2 separate regions of the Mus musculus genome follow, and region 2 is linked to region 1. The links are chromatin contacts, called in public Micro-C maps. All regions are on one chromosome and are shown on one strand. Each heading gives the region's core, a stretch centred on a gene start, on an enhancer-like site or on the middle of the called end of the contact. The rest is flanking DNA. Distances are from core to core; before and after follow the strand shown. Region 1 has its middle 15 kb from the start of Gm36769. Region 2 has its middle 19 kb from the start of Gm36827.

Region 1 (4,183 bases), core at 1,194-3,693:
CTAGCCTGGTCTCACGCCAGGAAATTTGAAGTCAGCTTTTCTCCATCTTTCCTTTCTCATTTGCACCCTATCCATGCTTTCTCACTATATCCATCATCAAACAAGCAAGCTTTTAAAGATTCGTATTGCTTTTCCATTTCACACAGTTCCTTGACAGTCTTTATCTTCTACTGTAGGAAACACAAAAAGGCCCGACGTCTTAAAACACAAAAGGTAATCTTGCAAAACACCAAGCTCACCCTGAATACAAACTGAGCTGTAAGGGAGGACTGACTGTCGCTAGACTTTTGTTTGCCAAAATTTGCGTGTGGACTTACCTATTGTGTACCAAATCACAACCTTACCTACAAACCACCAGTGGCCTAATAATAAGAGGGGTTTATGTGAGGATGTATGTACGTGTACACAGGGGAACATGAATTCATCAATTCATCTACTCAAATATTTGAACCCGTTATGAAATAGACATTTTTAAGTATCCTTAAAAAAGCTCTCTACATGCTGTTTCTTGTTCTGGTTTTGGGTACTGGTACTTTGGGGAGGGTTAGTATAGTTTCTTTCTAATGCTGTGACTTACAGAGTATTTGATATCTGTGACTTTTGACAAACTATAGTGCTAGTCAGTTGTACCCCACCCTTGGCACATATCTCACACTCCTCTTTCTGAATGGGAGCCAGTAGAAGAAACATCTATTTTCTGGGAGCACCTTCAGCTCAACCTTGTTGGAAAGGGTTGTAAGAAACATTGGCTACGGCATCTCCCTTTCAAGAAGTTTGCTGATTTATCGTGGTGGTTTGAATGAAAATGCCCCTTCCCCATAAGCCCATAGGGAGTAGCACTATTAGGAAGTATGACCTGGAATAGGTGAGGCCTTGTTGGAAGAAGTGGTCACTGGGGGCAGACCTTGAGGTCTTAGGCGCTCATGCTGTGCCCAGTGTGGCAATCTCTCTCTTCCTGTTGCCTGTAGATTCAGATAATAGAAGTCTCAGCTCTTCCCCAGAATCATTTCTGCCAGCATGACATGCCACCATGCATGCCATGCCACCATGCTTCCTGCCCTGCAGATAACGGACTAAATGTCTGAACTGTGAGCCAGCCCCAATTACATTTTCTGTTTTTTTTTTTTTTTTTTTAAATACAAGATGCCATGGTCATGGTGTCTCTTTACAGCAATATATATATATATATTTAATTGCTTGATAGGTAAGTGCAACACTTTTGGGTTGCTGCAAGAACATAAAAGATGACCACAAGGGGAGGTGTCTTCTCACTGAGAAACTTGAGTCATCGCATCAAACAGGAAAGAAGGAATGAATATGACTTGGAAAACTCACTTAAGGCAGCATAGCTAAGCATCTGTAGGTTTTGCTTTCCTCTGAATAACAAACTGGTTTCATTGTCATAGAGGATAAGGACTTCCTTAAATTAGAACAGATTGTTGAAATTAACACAATTTAGTTGATTAAAAGATACAAGGATGAGTTTTATCAGAATTCCTGGCTATCATACTGAGGCCATTAATCAGTAAGTAGTGATATAATCAGTGGTAATTAGCCATCAGCCTCTTTACTCATGGTCATTTTACTAATTGAGTTAGCTTTGATTTGAACATAAGGGATACAAATTAAAAACTACTTATTCTAACTAATGACAGACTGCAGTGCACTGCAGTGAGCAATTTGCAGTTGGTTTGTTTAAATTTCTGTGAGATGGCATTCCCAGGTTCTATGGGGATTTTTTTTTCTATCTTAAAGTTAATAGACATTTTTATAGAACTGGTATTAGAGCACATGAGAGAATTTTAAAAATACATTTAGATCTTACTTGTTATCTCATTTAAGAAAACAAAAGGAAAGTTTAAGCCTGAAAATAAGTGCCTATTTTCTGTCACTTAAGTGTCAAAACAGCATTTGGGCCGTTTCTGAGTATGGGTATCAAAACCTTAGATAATCAACCTTCCAGTCTCCAATGTGAAGATAGCGAAGTCATAACACAAGTGATTCATTGAAAGCTTGTCTCTTTCTATCACTGCCATCAACGTGTTTATAAACATTCAGGGAAATTGAAAAGATAAGATTATGTAGGACATTCAGGTCCATACACTCACAGGCACCCTGGATTTCTGTCTGAGGCTTCCACAAAGCCCTTTGCTAATCGCCCTGAACGTTCTGCTGTTGTGATACAGTGGGCACTCAGAAAAGAGCCTCCAGACCGTTTCCTACCTACCCCCTTTATGCTTCCTGCAAAGCTATACACAAACCTGCACAGAAGAGAAAGGTCTTTCAGATGGAGAATTCCACAGGCGCCATGAGCGTCCCATTTGGGTGTTCAAATGCCACAAAGTTATGCCTTTTTCTGTAAGGTCATTCTCTCTGCTGTGTACTCTGATGACACAGAGAACATCTGGTCCTCATTCCCGCTATAATGACATTTCCTGCTCTACAGTTCCTTTTTAAATCACCCTCAACCTTCTCTTCTTTAGGCTAAATTCCAGGTTTGCTCACTCCTCTTGTGTCTCCCGTGCCAGACTTTTAAATATCCCTGCCCTGCTCTGAAACTGCTGTTTGCCTTTAGCCCAGAACTGGTCCCTTGGCTGAGAGCAGCAGAGATCCCCAGGGTCCTCACCTTTCACCTCTCTGCCGCAGCCACTCACGCATGCACACATCCCAGTGCTCAAACACACCCAAGCTTTAAAATAACAAGTTCATATTAGGGAGAGACCTCTCTCTCTATCAGCTCGCTTTCCCTCTCTGTCCCAAGGGAAGATTTCAGAGCAGATTGGGTTTTGGGAGTCAAGAGGCAGACAGCTGTAGCTTCAGCGTCCAGCGGTCACACAGCTCCAGAGGGATTGGAAGGTCAAGGGAAGCTTGTAGAACCGCAGGCCATTCACGTGGCTTGGAGGAGGAGATGACCGAGCCCTAATAAAACCCTGGCTGCCGGACATGCCACTGGGGCTGGCACGCTAATTGAAACCAGCAGGCGTGGGTCTGCAGCCCTTTGACGCTAATGCTGAGCGCAGAATAACTTTTCCTTCCACAGGAAAGGCAGAGCTCAGCCAGTAAAGCTGGGCTAATACTAAAAAAATTGCAACTACCCAGCTCCTCTGCTCTAGATAAAGACAGAGAACCCTCTTAACCCTCCTCCCTCTCTCTTTCAGGAAGCTCAACTACTAAATGTCTTTCTCTGAAATTGGGCCAAATTTGTCACTTGCTGTACTTAAATATTTTATCATATAAAACAGGGTGACGTTTATTAGCCCAAATCATTTTTAAGCAATCTGAAAGAATTTTGTTTTGTACATTTTACAGTTATTTTTGTTTTTTGCTTTGTTTTTTTGTTTTTGTTTTGTTTTTGTTTTGTTTTCTAAATAAGAGTAACCACGGACACATAGTTCAACAGCTCTGTAGTCAACAGCTCTGTATTAGTTTGCTTTCTATCACTGCAGTAAATACCATGGCCAAGACCAACCTGCGGAAGGAAAGGGTTAGGAACTACAACCTACAGCCCATCCTGATAGGTAGTCAGGGCAGGAACTCAAGGAGGAAGCAAGAGTAAGAATGGGCACTATCCTTGCCTTGCCGAATTCATGATCAGCACCAGGCTGAGCATGTACTGGGCTTTTCAACTCTGTCCTGAACTATTTACTTTGTGGTTGTTTCCTCTTTCGTTCCAGAAGTGTTCCAAAATGTTGAAACTCCTGGTTCAATATTCTAAATTATTTGCTTTAAAAACAAAAACAAAAACAAAACAAACAAAACAAAACAAAAAAAACCCTTCTTCTTGTTTCTACTTCCATCTTTGACTCTTTATCTTCTATAAAGATCTATAATCAATCATTCTTGCATCTCAAGAAATAGTTTTAAAACTATTATTTTAAGATAACATGCCTATAAATCCATGTTCTTTGACAGGATTCTATTGTTTGATAAAAACTTTCTTTTGTGTTGTTGTTTTGTTATTGTTGTTCCTGATCTCCTCTCTCTATCAATAGGAACAATTCTCTTTGTTGCTGTCTTTCATCTCCCTTAGAGGCCCCGGCTTTCTACATTGTTGGTCAGATGATGACACAGGAGATGCTAATCTATAGCCCTGGATTTTTCAGACAGGATCATGTGCAGCCGCTTCGTTATCTAACCTCTTTGGAGGCTTTGTATTTGAATCAGTGTTCTATGCAGAAAAACA
Region 2 (4,183 bases), core at 1,119-3,618, 80 kb after region 1:
ATCACATGTTAATGATCTTACATGGTATCTTTTGTGATAAAATTCTGGGTTCTGCATAGGAAAATTACAATGTATTCACTCTTCTATAGTTAATAACCAGTAGCTGAGACAGAAGAGGTAACCTACATGTTAAGAATACTTGCTGTTATTGCCAACTATCCAGGCTCAGTTCCGAGCACTTATATCAGGCTGCTTAACAACCAGCTTTAACTACAGGTCCGATGTCTTCTTAACTCCTTCTGGCTTCCATCAGAACCTGCATACAGGGGGTATACATGTAGGTTAGCACACATGAACATGCGCGCACACACACAAACACAAAGACATATCTGCATGCACACACACACACACACAGAGAGAGAGAGAGAGAGAGAGAGAGAGAGAGAGAGAGAGAGAGAGACTGGAGACACAGCTCAGTAGTTAATAGGACCTATTACTCTTAGAGAATTCAACTCCCAGGCCCCTCATGGTGGTTCACAATTACTTTTGGCTCCAATCCCCCCTCTGACCACTGCAGAAAACAAGAGCACATATGGTACACATACGTAAAGACAAAACACTAACTATAAAATAAAGTGAACAAACTTAATTTCAAAAATGAATGAATAAAAATAATCACTAGCAAAGTTAAAGTGGCAGCCTAAACAGCAACAGTACAAATAATGCAAACTCAATAAAGAGAAAAAATCCTTAAAATTAAACCCTAAATATTTCCAAATGAATTAAAATAACTAAAGTTTAATTGTAAGAAAATACAATGGAAATGTTTATAACAATATTTTGCTCAGAAAAATTATACAGAATAATTTGCTGCACTATATACACTCATAATTTGAAGAATTAATTTTTCAAGGCTTGTTTTTACTTTGTCAAAGGAAAATTATAGACTTGGCACAGTGTAGTAAAGACTTAATACAGGAACTTAATGGTGATGTGACAGTTAATAAAACTATATCTTGAAAGTAGCTGGCAATGCTCTGGATGATAGTTAGCTTAAATGGAACAATTTGTTAAATCATTCAACTAATGCTTAGTAAGCATCCATTGTATAGCATTATCAAGTATGTACTGTGAAACTCTTGTGGTCGATGCCATATAAAAAGTTACATGCTTCTGTGAGATTTAAAATGTAGCAGAGAAAACACCAGCGCTTAAAAAAATGGATGATATCTTATGATCCAGTATATATATTTACATATATATATATATATATATATATATATATCAAATTAGTTTGAATGTTTACTTGAAAATACTTTAAATTCTTACATTGAAAACATAGAAAACACAGAAGTGGATGCTCACAGTCAGCTATTGGATGGATCACAGGGCCCCCAATGGAGGAGCTAGAGAAAGTACCCAAGGAGCTAAAGGGATCTGCAACCCTATACGTGGAACAACAATATGAACTAACCAGTATCCTGGAGCTCTTGACTCTAGCTGCATATGTATCAAAAGATGGCCTAGTCGGCCATCACTGGAAAGAGAGGCCCATTGGACATGCAAACTTTATATGCCCCAGTACAGGGGAACGCCAGGGCCAAAAAGGGGGAGTGGGTGGGTAGGGGAGTGGGGGGGGGCTTTTGGGATAGCATTGGAAATGTAAATGAGGAAAATACCTAATAAAAATATTAAAAGAAAAAGAAAACATAGAAAAATAAGAATCAGATGAAAAGAGACAGTTGGTTTAAAATGGTTGAAGTCAATATTTTGTACTCTGTAGTTACGTTATTTCCGTTCATTTTGATAGATCAATTTCTCTAAAGATTGGAAATCTTTGGGGCCAATAAAAATACCCTGAATATCTTCTGTGTCCTGTCAACATTCACATATCTTTATTATCTAATAATAAGGTATACATCCAGATACTATGCTGTATAGTGGGCCTGACTGAATGGCATATTAGAATTCAAGAGGGAGCAGATTTGATGTACAGTCTGAGAAACAGACTAGAGGGACCAAGGAAGCACAAAAGGCTTATGTCGGATACTAGTGAACCTCCCTCAAGACCTCGGCAGAGTTTTCAGGAAGAAACCGTAAAGAAGTGTTCTATATTCACCTCAGGACTGAAGACAAGAACACTGAAAAAAGATGTGATTCGGATACAGAATTTTTTGAGTAGCTCCCGTTTGAAAGGGGTAAATGAAGTGCGTTAAAAATATCCACCCCTCTGAGAATATCCAAAATAGAACTTTCCTTTTGAAAAACCAGAGAGATGTGCTGGGATCCTTTTCAAGGTCACTTTAACCTCTAAGAAATCAACGCAGTTTCTGTTGTGAGAGCAGGGTCGCCTCCCCTCCTACCCTTCCTTATCCTGATCAGGTGATGTCTCAGGCGGCAGCGATTCTTTTTTAATGTAACAAACAGTGCCATCTACTGACCAACTCATGCTACTGAAGCGGTAAATATTCTAGGACAGTAATTTGATCTGTGATAGGCCATTTGTCACAGTCTACGGAAGTCACATTTTACACGTGCTTATTCGAAGCTACAAGCAGGACAGGTGCCGTCTGTTTTGATTGTCAAGACTTTTTTTTTTTCTTTTTAGTACAAGAAGAGATTGAGGTCCAAGAAAACGGATCATTTGATCGTAATTTCGACTCTGTGGTTTTTTGTAGAGAGTACCACTTTGAACTGAATTCCCCTGAATGGAAGGAAATGTCACACTTTAGAAGTGTAAACAAGTCTTCAGAGTTCTAGAGCCTCGGAGTAAAAGCTAGATGGGGATGAGGGATGAAAAGGTGTGAGGTCCGTAGAGCAAAGCACACTGCCCAATGACGGACAGTCTGGGGAGAAGGAAAATGCTCACGTGGACTGTCAAGTCGGAGAATGAAAGGAAAATGAGCCAAGGCTATTTTATTTCTCCCCCTTTAATACTATAAAGCTTGGAAATATTTAGGTCAGTCCCATGTGTTCCTACATAGGCATTATCAATAATTCCATCTATTGTGTTGCAAGTTGTATGGTGTCAATAATCAGTCACTTACAAATTTATGAGAGTTAGGCTGAAGTAAGGATGGATAATGCAGTGAAAATCTCCCTATACTTTGATTAATGAGAATTAAGCCCCATTTGGTTTCTATTTGCACCCAAATCAGGAGAGTGTTGTTACTGTTATTGTTGTTATAGGCTGCATGCAGATATTACACTGAACAGTTCCATGGTTGTGGCATTCATGCTGTTTTCCTATAAGCTTCTGATTCTATAAATGGATGTAACCAATATCTGTGGGATGGAATATTTGTAAAAGAATATGCTACCTTCTCCTTTAAGAGAGAGAGAGAGAGAGAGAGAGAGAGAGAGAGAGAGAGAGAGAGCAAGAAAGGATGTTGATTTTGTGTATAGGGAGATAGGGAGGATCTGGGAGGAGCTGAGAGAGGAGGAACTATAATAGAATATATTTTATGAAAAAATATATTTTCAATTAAAAATATACTATTTTCTCATTTAAGATAGGAATGAGCAAGTTGATAAAATGGGTCCAGATGTTTGTTTCCGTTGTTGCATTGAAGCTCTTGAAACTGTATGAGGCACATTCTCAAATTATATAATATATATCAAATTAGGAAATGAAAGTAATCTATCAGCCAGATGAATCATATTCGGGAGGGTTTCTGAGAATAATACTCAAGATGTACAATATTACCAATCTTTGAAACACAGAAGAAAAAGAAGGAGAAGAAGAAGAAAAAGAAGGAGGAGGAGGAAAAGGGAGGAGGGGGGAGGAAGAAGAGGAGGGGGAGAAAGAGGAGGAGGAGGAGAAGAAGGAAAAGGAGGAGAAGAAGAAAACAGCAGCACAGAAGGCAAGTTTGACAGCAATGCGACCATTCAAATGCACACGATCTCAGTCTGCATACAACCACCTCCTTCCATTTCTCAAACCAAAGGCTTCCAAAGAGCCAGGAATCTACAGAACTAATGATGTCAATGACCATAGCAACGCAAGCACTGGAGGGGTGCGCTTTCTTCACAGGACACTGTCCTGAGGGTTGTTAGTAACACTGAAACTTACTCTGGGATTAGACAAGGACATATGGTGGAGGCAGAAGGCAAGTCTTCACAGAGATGCCTCTTGGTGATAGCTCAGGACAGACCTGAGAAATGCTGACAACAGCTGCTGGAGCAAGTCACAGACCCACAGAGCATGTGGAATAGCACATGGAACCTGGCTCTGGGCCTCTGT

What was found. A called contact is a pair of places that touch in the nucleus more often than the background predicts.
Region 2: a contact with region 1 is called in a Micro-C map of granulosa cells, with 2.4 times the contacts expected there. The contact joins two enhancer-like sites. A contact is called at or near these places in 11 of 484 Hi-C or Micro-C datasets (the 3T3-L1 cell line, the C2C12 cell line, cranial neural crest and 6 more).

Annotation. Positions count from the first base shown.
Region 1 is chr10:56,918,603-56,922,785 of GRCm38.p6, forward strand. No RefSeq gene overlaps it. Among named protein-coding and RNA genes, the nearest start is that of Gm36769, 15 kb to the right of the region's middle. Within about 2 kb of position 2,444, at least 111 of the 459 cell types and tissues checked have an H3K27ac peak or open chromatin away from gene starts, as enhancers often do. A contact at or near this core is called in granulosa cells and tail fibroblasts, where this site is marked.
Region 2 is chr10:56,999,158-57,003,340 of GRCm38.p6, forward strand. No RefSeq gene overlaps it. Among named protein-coding and RNA genes, the nearest start is that of Gm36827, 19 kb to the left of the region's middle. Within about 2 kb of position 2,369, at least 29 of the 459 cell types and tissues checked have an H3K27ac peak or open chromatin away from gene starts, as enhancers often do. A contact at or near this core is called in granulosa cells and tail fibroblasts, where this site is marked.